Regions from separate parts of the Sus scrofa genome. Here regions 1, 2 and 3 are each linked to region 4. Evidence: chromatin contacts called from public Hi-C and promoter capture Hi-C data. All regions are on one chromosome and are shown on one strand. Each heading gives the region's core, a stretch centred on a gene start, on an enhancer-like site or on the middle of the called end of the contact. The rest is flanking DNA. Distances are from core to core; before and after follow the strand shown. Region 1 holds the start of STK11 (serine/threonine-protein kinase STK11). Region 2 holds the start of CIRBP (cold inducible RNA binding protein). Region 3 holds the start of ATP5D (ATP synthase subunit delta, mitochondrial). Region 4 holds the start of TMEM259 (membralin).

Region 1 (2,700 bases), core at 8-2,507, 140 kb before region 4:
CTCCCCCAGCAGGTCCCCCATCAGGTACTTGCCGATGAGCTTGGCCCGCTTGCGGCGGGGCTGGTAGATGACCTCAGTAGAGTCGATGCGATGGATGAACGTGTCCATCCCCACCGACATCAGCTCGCCCTCTGTAAACATGCCCAGCTGCTGCGGGTCCGCCACATCCATCCTGGACCCTAGGGCTCCGACTCCCGCAGGCGATCTCTAATCCCCTTTGTGTACTTCCTGGTGAGCGGTTCTTCCTTTTGTCCCCCCTCCCCAAGATTCCCTTCTCCAAAAATAAAAGTCACAAAATCGCAAAAAGAAAAAAAAGAAAGAAAGAAAGAAAGAAAAAGAAAACCCTTCTTGGAAAAGAAACGATTGTACTGAACGTGAGTTCAAAAGGCGCGCCTGGTCCAAAGCCCGGACACCCGGGTGTGTGCAGCGTCCCAAGTTTTGCGGCCGCCCGGCCTCACAGTTTTGAGGCGGGCCGGCGCGTCCACGGGGGCCCTCGGGAGGCCGGTGGGGCCGGGAAGTGCTAGGTCATCCTCCAGGGACTTTAGACCCTCGAACGAACACGGACGCGGCCGGGTCGAGTCTTCTCCGCGCCGTCCATTACTAGCGAGCCATGGCGCGCGCCCGGGGCCCCGCGCAGGCCGGCCCCGGGGCCCCCAGAGCCGGGCAGGCGAGCTTCGCTGGGGATCCGGCGCGCTGCTCGGGGGCGGCTCCCGCCGGCCCCGCCGGCCGGGGCGCCCGAGACGCCGGCAGGTGCGTGTCCGGAGCGCACGGGGAACCTCTGTTTGGCCCCGCTGGCTCCCTCCAGCGCCGGGACTGCCCGGGGCCCGCCGGCCGCAGGGAGCGACCCCCGTCGGAGTCGGCCGCCGCCCGGGCGTCCGCACACCGGCCTGGGACCCCGAGCGGCCGCGCGGGCCCGGAGGGCGCCGCGCCCCAAACGGCAGCCCGCGCTCGGTCTGCGCCGGAACTCCGTCGGCCGCGGAACGCGGGGCGCGTGGAGCTCCGGGCGGCTGAGGCGGCGCAGGCCGCAGGCGCCGGGCCGGGGTTCCTGAGGCCGCCGGGGTCCGGGTGGCCCGTCCCCCGCCGCGGCCGCCGCGCGCGTGGAGCAGGCGGGGCGGCGCGGGGGCCCAGCCCATGCAAGGCGGCCGCGCTGCCGGCTGGCGCCCGCCGCCGCTGCCGCCGCGCCCCGCCTCACTCGAGGGCGCCCCGGGCCGCCTCCCCCTTCCGCGCCCTACACGCCGCCGCCATCTTGTTTATCTCCTCCCCCTCCCTGCGCCGCCGTGCCGCCGCACGCCCGTCGCGGACCCGCCCCTCGCGGCGCCGACGTGCACGTCCGTTGGCCGAGCCGCCTGGCCTCGACCCCCGAGGCGCGCCCCGCCGCCGCTCCTATTGGGCCGTTTGGATCCGGGCGGGCGCCCGAGCGGGGATTGGTTCCCGCTGGGCCCCGCCCCAGGGGTGGATACCGTTTGTTCATTGGCCTGAGGAAACGCCCGTCACGGCGAGGGGGCGGAAAGCAGGAGCCGGGAAGCGAAACCCGGGCGTTGACCTGGGAGGGGTTGGGAGCCGAGGTCGGAGGTCTGGAGTTCTAAAGTCTTCCATGGGACCGGGCGAGTGCAGTGCTCCTGGGCGGGGGCCGGGCTCGGGGACTCTGGTGCCCCTGCCTGGGCTCCTCAACCGAAACCCCGTTTGAGGCGAGGTCAAGGGTCAAAAAGTAGCCAAAGTGTACAATTCGAGGCAAAAAGCCTTTATTAAGTATCTCAGGCCAGATGGGTTGAGAAGGGCTCTGGATGATTTCTGCCCCAAAGGAATTCATGGGCTAAAACTCAGAACCCAGCTGGGATGGTGCCAGCAAAGTGCTTTGGGTGAAAAACAGAGTTGGCAAAATATGGCTTGATGAGGTGGAAAATACTTCCAGGCCTGTGTTTTTTAACCTGTTTTGCTTTTTGTTTGTTTGTATCACTACGTTCTTATTTTGCTGGGGCAAACTGCTTGTGAAACCTTGGGACTTGACACCATCAGATTTGGGTTCCAGGCTGGGAGTTCTTGACCCAACACCTGTGCACTCCCTAAGACTATGTGTGAAATGGAGCTCACCAGTATACACGTTCTTGGGGACATCCATGTGTCTCATCGGATTCTCAAATACCCAGAGAAGGGGGATTGCTATGGCTTTGAGGGATAGGAGTCCCAGGTCACACCAGTGTACCAGCCAGCCCTAATCAGAACATGGGAGTTAGCCCCAAATTCCTAAATCATAAACCAGAAACCAATGAAATACAACGGAAAAAGGGTAATGAAAACCAGGAGTTCCCCAGTGGCTAAGCGGGTTAAGGATCCCGTGTTGTCTTTGCTGTGGCCAGGGTTCAGTCCCTGGCCTGGGAACTTTCACGTGCCGCAGATTTGGGGTGGGAGTGGGAAGACTAAGGAAAGTCAGTGAAGCCAAAAGACTGTCTTTGAAAAGATCCAGAAACTTAATTAAACTGTAGCCAAATTGGTCAATAAAAAAAGATGGCCAATATTGAAGTAAGAACTAGAGAAACAACCTCCCCCCCCCCCCGCCCCCGCCGCCCCTGGCTGAAAAGGCAGCTACGTGCCTGTCAGCAGCTTTGCTTGCCACATACCACCTTTCTTGTAATCATGTAGCAACTACTTGCCTTATGTCCTTGCTAGCAGCCCTGCTAATCATGTTCCAAGCATTGCTTG
Region 2 (2,700 bases), core at 109-2,608, 200 kb before region 4:
CCTCGATCGCTGGGTCTCCCTGTCCTTCACTACTACCACTGTGCAAGGGAGAGGTCTGAGGTCAGTACCCAGCTCTCCCTGTGAGCGGCCTTGCTCAGCTGCCAGCCAATCTGGAACCAGCCTCACCTTCTGAGATCTGCCCATATTTTGAGAAGACCTGCTCCAGCGACTGCTCATTGGTGTCAAAGCTCAGCCCTCCAACGAAAAGTTTGCCCTCGTCTGATGCCATGGTCACCTGTGGCAAACACCACTGAAATCCTCAGAGGTCCTGCAGGGGCCGGGAGAATCACCCCCTCGCCGTTTTTTACTTTAGACAAATAACACACGCTCCTGGGACAAACATTGGAAAATTGCTTTTGTGCCCTTTAACCATCCCAAGCTCATACCTAGGGCTTAATTCAAACAAGCCCTTGATTCCTTTATCACTCCCCCTTGCCCCTTTTCTGTGCTTGGGCCAACTCCACTCCCGAAATTGGGGGCTCCCGGAAGGCTAGGGCCAGACCGCGGTTCTGCAGCAAGCACTCTTCAGTGCTGCCTGGATTTGGGACCCCAAAACTCCAGCTACGCTGACACCCTCTCAGGACGTTTAGGGCTGGACAATGAAGGAAGGCATCAATCTCCACTGCCACCGGCTGAGTGCACACTGGCTTCTGTCTTTTGCTAACATGTCGGGGGGTGGGGAGGGAGCTAACTTCTAACCCTCTCTATTATACAGGGGCGGCAAAGTGCTTGGTCTACTGTAGGGTGCTATGATGTTAAAAAGGAGCGGGATGTGGGGAGGTGCTGACTTAAAGCGACCCTTTACAGGAAAGGGGCCTGCGCTGAATGACTCCAAAACCAGGCCTGAAGACGACCCGCAGCCTTGCAACCCCTTGCAAGTTTGGGCCCAAACCTGGGGATCGGAGAGTGGGCGGCACCCATGATGTGCCGCCCTCACACAACTCCAACAGGAAAGAGGGGAGTAGCCCCGGCCCCGCCCCCGCGCATGCGCCCCGCCTGCGGCTTGCGCCACTCCATCCGGGTACCCGGGGCTCCCGCCATTTCGCTGGGCGCAGCCTCGCTCTCGCGGCCGCCATTTTACGGCGGTGACCCGCTCGCGGCGCTCTAGCCCGCGGAGGACGTCCTCCGGCCGCGGCACGGCCCGGTCTCCGCAACCCCTCTCCGCCGGCGGAGCGGACTCCACCCCGGACCCGCCCCGGTACCGCCCCCCGCCCAGGGGCGTGCTGCCACCGCCCCGCCTTGGCCGGCCCGCCTTGGCCGCCCGCCGCCCCGGGCCCGCGGAGCCGGTACCGCCAGGGCCCTCACCACTGAGTTGGGCAGGTCCCTGGCGCAGGCGGGAAGACAGCACAGCACAACGGCCTGAGCCTTCTAACGCGCGAATGAGGGGGGGCAGTTTCCGGGTACGGCCTTTTGTACGCTGCCGCTGGGACCCGCCCCCCCTAAGCCCGCCCCCATCCCCCCCTCCCCGAGTCGGCCAATCCAGGGCCCCTGAGGGCGTGGCTGTGCCTCACATTTATGAGTTGGGGGGCTGGGCCTGTGCCGACCCCGCCCCCTCCCGCGTGCTGGCGGGGGTCAAAGTGCCTGGCGGGGATGCGCATGGTCTGCAGTCTCCAGACCATGACGGGGGGCGGGGCCAGCGCGCTGCTGGGCGGAGCTGACCCACTTCCGCGTGCCAGTCCCTGGCCTGCGGCGGGGAACAAAAGGGGTTCAGGCTGCTGCTTCCTCCTGGGAAAGCTCCCTGGCCGCTGCAACCCCGTCCTTTGCAGTGCTCCAATAATCGCCCACATAGGACCTCAGCCAGATCCCCATACGCACCTGAGGATCAGCTCTCAGACACCCCAACTGATGAATCCTGACATCAGTTCTTATATATTTGCCAACGTGTAACCGACACCCCAGAGTGCCCAGAACCCAATGCTCCTGAATGTCCCGCTTAACGTGACTGGCCCCAAAGCCCTCCCAAAAATATTCGTCATGATCCCATTCTTCCTACTTTACAACTTTGGGGTACCCCAATTTCACCCAACCCAGTTTGCCTACAAATCCCAACTTGCATCCTGACTTCACTCCGTCTAGTGCAACGCCCACACCCCCAGTCAGCTGGCCAGACCCTTTTGTGCATCCCAGCACTAGATGGCTGGCTGACCTTGTCCTGGCCTCTCAAACCCACAATTGGGCGCAGCCCTGAGTCCCACTGGACCTCAACATTCAGCTCAGCCCCCGCCTCCCCTTAATCACGTGCTCCAGCACCCCCCCCAACACTATTCTGCACTCCCTTGGCTCCTCCCCCTGAATCTTTTTCCTGTATGAAAGTCCGAATCCGGAGGCCTCTGCAACAGGAGAACCAGGTTTGCAGGGATCTTTACCCCCAGGGCTGCTCCTCTGGATCCCCATGCCCTCTTTATGGGAGCCCCTCTCACGGCCACCACTTTCACCCTGCCCAGGCCTTGGTTACACTACCTTCTGTGTCGCAGAACCCTCCATGGGGTGGAAAAAGCTTGCACAGCTGCTTAAGGGTAGCGAGTTGCCTGCTGAGGCGAGGGTTTCATCTCCTGCCTGGTGCAGTGGGTTAAGGATCTGGCACTGTTGCAGCTGTGGCAGGTATTCAATCCCTGGCTGAGGAAATTCCATCTGCTGCTGGTGCAGGCATAAAATTAACAACAACAAAATGCTAGTGTAGACCCCTGCCTGCCCAGACCA
Region 3 (2,700 bases), core at 143-2,642, 170 kb before region 4:
CGTCCACCTGCCTGACGTTGGCTCCGTTGAAGAACACCTACAGACACACGAAACAAGGGTCGCTTCCGGCCAACCCTGGAGGAATAGCGGTCAGTCACTCCCTAAATTCAAACAACTGGGGCAGGGCTGAGGGATGATGGAGATACAGAGGCAGCTGTGCTGCGGCCTATGCTCGAAACATAGCGGGTTCTCGAGCAAGACTGCAGTATCTTTACCTATTAGGGAAGAAAATCCAGCCACCTTAACCTCCGTTCAAAGAAATGATGTTAAGGCAGAAACCGAGGGCCACCCCAGGAGAATACAGAAGCGGTGAATTTGAACAAAGTGCCCAGGGGCTCAGATTCTGAACAGCGTGGGAAAGGTACACGCTAGGCACACATGGAAAAGGGAGGCTGAGGAGCGGATCCCGAACCACACGGAAAAGGAGCATCTGGGGAACAGGGACCGCTGAAGTTTGGAGACTATGATACCGGACCACACAGGGTTGAAGTGCGGGTCCGGAACGGGGGTCGCTGACCTGAGGGTTGGGGCCAAACGGGGTAGGAGTGCGGGTGCGGGGTCCGGAAAGGTGTCTGGAGCCCGGGGGACGTTCGAACCTGAGTGGGTGAGGCGAAGGTGAAGGACATCTGCCCTGGGCCTGCTGCAGAGGCCGGGGCGGCGGCGGCCTCGGCGTAGGCGCGAGCCTGGCGCACGACTCGGCCAAGACCCGAGCGGCGGAGCAGAGTAGCGGGCAACATGGCTGAGGGTGGAGGGCGGATAGCAGAGCTGCGGCGGGGAGATTCCCGGCTGGAAGCAAGCGGCCTGGAGGGCGAGGAGGACGACGCGCGTAGACTTATGGGACAGGAATCCGCCGAGGGCGCACGCGCAAACTACGACTCCCGGAGCGCAGCCCGCCACGTTATTGGCCACGCCCCGCCTGGGCACGCGGCAAGCTGGGGGTTGTAGTTTCCTTCCGGCCAGCGCCCCCAGTCCGGTGGTCCGGTGGAAGAGGGAGGCTCAATTACATGGTTCTGCATGAGGAAGCGCAGAAGCCTACGTGGAGGAAACACTTGAGTCGAAGTTAAGATTCTGCGGGCGCTTACTTGATGTTAGGCGCAGCGGAGAGAGAGACACGGAACTATCAAGATTCTTGCACTAGTTTGGGGTGGTGAGGGCGCTTTACTGACACACCACATTACATAACCTCTACGTGGGAGTGCCCGTCCGGGTGCAGCAGAAAGGAATCTGTTGAGAACGCGAGTTCGATCCCTGGGTTTGATCAGTGGATCAGAGAGCAGGCACTGCTGTGAGCTGTGGTGTTGATCGCAGATGCGCTCGGTTCTGGCGTTGGCTGTGGCGCAGGCTGGCAGCTGTAGCTGGGATTCGACCCCTAGCCTATGGAACTTCCATATGCCCCGGGTGCAGCCTTAAAAAGCAAAAAATGAAAATAAAAATAGCCTCTACATTAAGAGGTGAAAATACTTAAAAAAAAAAAAAAAAGCAGAGTAGGGGGACTGGCCAGATTTGACTGTAGAAGGTGCAGGCGTCCCGGAGCGGCATCCCAAGCGAAGAGTCTAGCCCCGGCAAGCCAGCGGCGTGGGAACGAACATCTTGGCTGTAACCCCCAAGGGTGCCGGCAGAGGGCGCACGGTGCCCAGAGATGAGCTCCCTGCGGCCCCGCCCGCTTGACCACCGCCCCCACACGTTGCTGACGTTAGGGCGCGTGCGCGGGCGGCCCTGGGCTCCGCTGACGTCACCGCGGCCCGCGCAGTCTCGCTCACAGCGCTGACGTCACTGCCCCGCCCCCGCGCTCAAGCAGGTCTGCGTCCCGGGTTGGGCCCCAGCCCCCCACCTTGGGCTCTAGGAAAATGCGGAGTCCGGAGAGCTCCCCGGCTGAGGCCCACGTTGGGACGGGATGTGACTGAGGAGCGGACGGGTGCAAGGCGCTGGGGAAGTGTCACACCTGGGCCCATGGCTGGGCAGGTGCTGAGGCTGAAAGAGGTCCCCCCCCATGAGGGAGGGAGGCCCTGGGCACTCAGGGAGTTAGTCCCAGTCACCTCTCCTGGCCCTAGGCGTGTTTGCGCAGGGGAGAGAGTCCTGTGCCCTGCGAGACCTCCCTCAGTGCCCCAGACCCTATTGCAATGGAGGCCTCCTCCAGTCGGCTCCTCACACCCATCCATTGGACTTGCCTCTGATCCCCACTCCAGGATAGCCAAGGGGTGGGAGCACCCCCTGTTACTCAGGTCCCAAACTCTAAGTTATCTTGGAATTCTCCATTGGATCCATCGACAAGGCTCCTCCACCCAGTTCGGCCACTGTGGCTAAGTTTACTGGCCTGGAGGGCCTCAAGCTTCTCTCCTGGCCTCACATGGTGTCTTTTCTACACACAGCCAGAGGAACCATATCATACCTTATGGGAACCACGAGTGGCTTCCACTGCCCCTTCAATATGTCGATCTTCAGCCCACACCTTCTCAGACCTCAGAGATTTTGCACAAGCAGTTCCCACACACCTGGAGCCAACCTTCTCAGATATTTGTCCACTTGACTGCTCCTTGCCCTCCCTGGCAGTGTCACTCTTTCATCCACTGGACACACTCGGTCCTTCTAGGGTGCCTGCCCTTTGCTCTGCCTGGGGACTCAGCTATAAATGAACTCCTGCACTTAGAGGTCACTGCATAGTAGGAGCAGGGGTGAGTAGGGACAGAACACACTGGAGCA
Region 4 (2,700 bases), core at 56-2,555:
AGCATGTGCACTGATTGAGTGCCTACTGATATGCCAGGGCGCACTATGAAACTGAAAGTCTTCACTCCAGGGAGTGGGATTAAACTGGCAGGTAGGTTTGGAAGGTTCCCTCAGGTAGGTTCCAAGACACAGCTGAAAAGTCTCCCCCTCCCCCGCCCCCACCCCCAGTGCAATTCAGAAGAGACCCCCTCCCAGGGCCTGGTTTTTCTCAGAAGCCCTGTCTGTGCCTTTCACGGTGGGGTGCTCACCATTGGGAACCAGACCAGACATCCACCTCAAGAGGTCCGCCTGTCTCCTGCTGGTCCCTGGGCCCTGTGAGGGCAGAATCCAGCCTGCACTGGCCACCGCTGTGTCCCCAGCACCAGCGCAGGCCCTGGGGTACTGTAAGCCACTTCCCTGAAACGTCTGAGCAGGCTTTGGGAGTCCTTCCCCAGGGCCGACACTCAGGATGCCTGAGCCCCTGGTCTCCAGCTCCATCTGCCCTTCCGTGCTTCCTGAGAAAGCCCACCCATACCTTGCTTTGGAACCTGGCATACAGTAGGTGCTCAACGAATGTTGGGACTGATTACTTCCTTGGTTACCAGGAGGAGCCAAGGCGTTTCAAAGATGAATGAAGGAGCGAGAATTTGGTCCAGACGTGTCCACCCAGGCTTGGCACCAGGCGGCAGCCAGGAGGAGGGGATGGTTGAGGCTCTAAGAATGCTTACCTCGGTTTCAGAGTCTTTTTCAGGGACCAGGTACACATCACTTGGGCCAGGGAGCAGAGAGGGACCCACTGAGCAGCCCGGGTCACAGAACAAAAAGCCAAAGCCAAGAGCGCTAGTGGGCAAGATCTGGATTGTGAAAAAGAAAAAAGCCTTTGCTTCAGCCTCTAGAATGAAAACAGCGCTCAGTAAACGACACAACCTGGGCCACCACTACGAAATGCTGGAAGGTGAGAGCCGGGTAAAGCCCGGAAACACCACACACGCTAATAACGTTACGAAGCACCCTTTCGGAACCACCGAAAGCGAAGAAAACAAAAGCCATACTTCCCGGGACATTATTTAAAGATCCCAATGCGATCACTTTACAGTTAGGGCAACCTAACGTAAGCGCAGCTACAGCATAATTTTCTAGAGCGCCACAAAGAAAACATCTTCACCGGTCACATTTACCTTACGTTTATTTTACCACCTCCAAAATCCTTATATGTTGACTAATTTTATCGCTCGCCTTCCAGCTGCATGGGCAATATGCAAAAGACCTGGGGACTAACGCAGCCCCGCCCCTAGGCGTTCCGAGCCAGGCGTCAGGACGGTGGGCGGGGCCGCCACGGGCCGACCGCCGGTATCCCGGCGTTCCGCGCGAGCGCAAGGAGGCCGCTCTTGCCCGCGCCGCGACTCGCTGGCGTCAGCTGGGGCACGGAGGCGGAAGATGGCGGCTGTAGCCCTACGGCCGTGAGGAGCGCGGCGGCGGCGAGGACTGCCGATGGCAGTCGGGAGGCGTCCTCGGGGACCCGCGGGCCGTTAGGGCGCGACGCTGGGCGGCATGTCGGAGCACGCGGCGCCCGGGGCACAGGGGCCCGGGCCCAACGGTGGCGGCGGCCCGGCCCCCGCGCGCGGGCCTCGCACCCCCAACCTCAATCCCAACCCTCTCATCAACGTGCGCGACCGGCTCTTCCACGCGCTCTTCTTCAAGATGGCTGTCACCTACTCGCGCCTTTTCCCTCCCGCCTTCCGTCGTCTCTTCGAGTTCTTCGTGTTACTCAAGGTGACCGCAGCCCCAACCCTTGACACCGGTAGCCGGACCCTTCCCTCAGATCTGCGACTTTTGATCCCGCCGGGGGGAGCGCGCCCCTCCCACCCGGAGGCATAGACCCGGCCCTACCCGTTGGGACCCTTCCCTTTAAGCCTGCCATTCCCGACCCCCTGCCTAGAAACTTCCAACCGCGAAGGCCCGAGGCTCATCCGGTTAGTGGCTCCTGATCCCGACTCCAGGAACTCACTCCCAGCCTTTTCCAGCCGCACCCCACCCCTGGCCTCGCCCTTCCCCGCGTCCCCCACCTCCGGAGGCTGGAGCCCGGCAGTCCAGCTCCAGGACCTCCTGGCCCTGCCGCCTGGGATTCTCAGCCCCGGATGATCCTTTCCCAATCCTCCGAGTCTGGCCTGGCCCAGCCCAGAACTCCAATCCTGGAGGATTCCAGGTTCCACCGCCAATGCCCCCTTCCCAGGACACACCCCCCTGGCCTCCCACTGCACCGAAAGCTCCTCCCTCTTTTTCTTAGGGCTCTGCTTTGGTCCTTCAGCTTGTTCCCACCCCCATTCTCCCTGCTCTGAACCTCCCGGGGGAATGTGACCTAGCTGAGGTCACATCGCCAGGGCTAGTGACAAAGTCCCAGCCGGTGGCGCTGCTTGTGGCACAGTGAGGGACCTCCTGGGAACCTACTGCCTGTCCTGCCTCTGGTGGCAGAGCTTTCAGCTGGGAGGATAGTTCTGGGAGGACGGGTGTCTGCATGGGTCCTCCAGGAAGGGGTCTCACTCAGAAGGAGCTCACTGGGTGCCAGGGTCCTGGTTGCCATTTCGTTTGGTGTCCTGTAGTTACTGCCAGGCTGGGGTGGGAGTGCTGACATTGGAGTAAGTTTTGGATCCTTCATCTGCAGAAAAGAGGCTGGTGCTGACGGTCAAGGTACATGGAGTGCCAGCCAGGTCAACTTGGTTG

The links. Promoter capture Hi-C pulls out the DNA fragments that hold promoters and counts their contacts. A called contact is a pair of places that touch in the nucleus more often than the background predicts.
Region 1: a contact with region 4 is called in a Hi-C map of liver, with 4 times the contacts expected there. The contact joins the promoter of STK11 here to the promoter of TMEM259 in region 4. A contact is called at or near these places in 2 of 5 promoter capture datasets (fetal skeletal muscle and liver), 16 of 47 Hi-C or Micro-C datasets (blood, brain, embryonic fibroblasts and 7 more) and 2 of 2 datasets of contacts at active chromatin or transcription factors (alveolar macrophages and skeletal muscle).
Region 2: a Hi-C map of liver shows a contact between it and region 4, with 3 times the contacts expected there. The contact joins the promoter of CIRBP here to the promoter of TMEM259 in region 4. A contact is called at or near these places in 2 of 47 Hi-C or Micro-C datasets (liver and skeletal muscle) and 2 of 2 datasets of contacts at active chromatin or transcription factors (alveolar macrophages and skeletal muscle).
Region 3: a contact with region 4 is called in a promoter capture Hi-C map of fetal liver, with 4 times the contacts expected there. The contact joins the promoter of ATP5D here to the promoter of TMEM259 in region 4. A contact is called at or near these places in 2 of 5 promoter capture datasets (fetal liver and liver), 6 of 47 Hi-C or Micro-C datasets (blood, embryonic fibroblasts, epiblast stem cells and 3 more) and 2 of 2 datasets of contacts at active chromatin or transcription factors (alveolar macrophages and skeletal muscle).

Annotation. Positions count from the first base shown.
Region 1 is chr2:77,248,065-77,250,764 of Sscrofa11.1, forward strand. STK11 (serine/threonine-protein kinase STK11) reads right to left here and starts at 1,258. Exons shown (of 10, transcript XM_021084263.1): 1 at 1-1,258. The coding sequence starts at 171.
Region 2 is chr2:77,192,939-77,195,638 of Sscrofa11.1, forward strand. CIRBP (cold inducible RNA binding protein) reads right to left here and starts at 1,359. Exons shown (of 5, transcript NM_001246197.1): 1 at 1,306-1,359; 2 at 127-268; 3 at 1-38. The coding sequence starts at 229.
Region 3 is chr2:77,217,909-77,220,608 of Sscrofa11.1, forward strand. ATP5D (ATP synthase subunit delta, mitochondrial) reads right to left here and starts at 1,393. Exons shown (of 5, transcript XM_003122991.5): 1 at 597-1,393; 2 at 1-37. The coding sequence starts at 737.
Region 4 is chr2:77,392,272-77,394,971 of Sscrofa11.1, forward strand. It overlaps TMEM259 (membralin), which reads left to right and starts at 1,306. Exons shown (of 11, transcript XM_003353958.4): 1 at 1,306-1,752. The coding sequence starts at 1,531.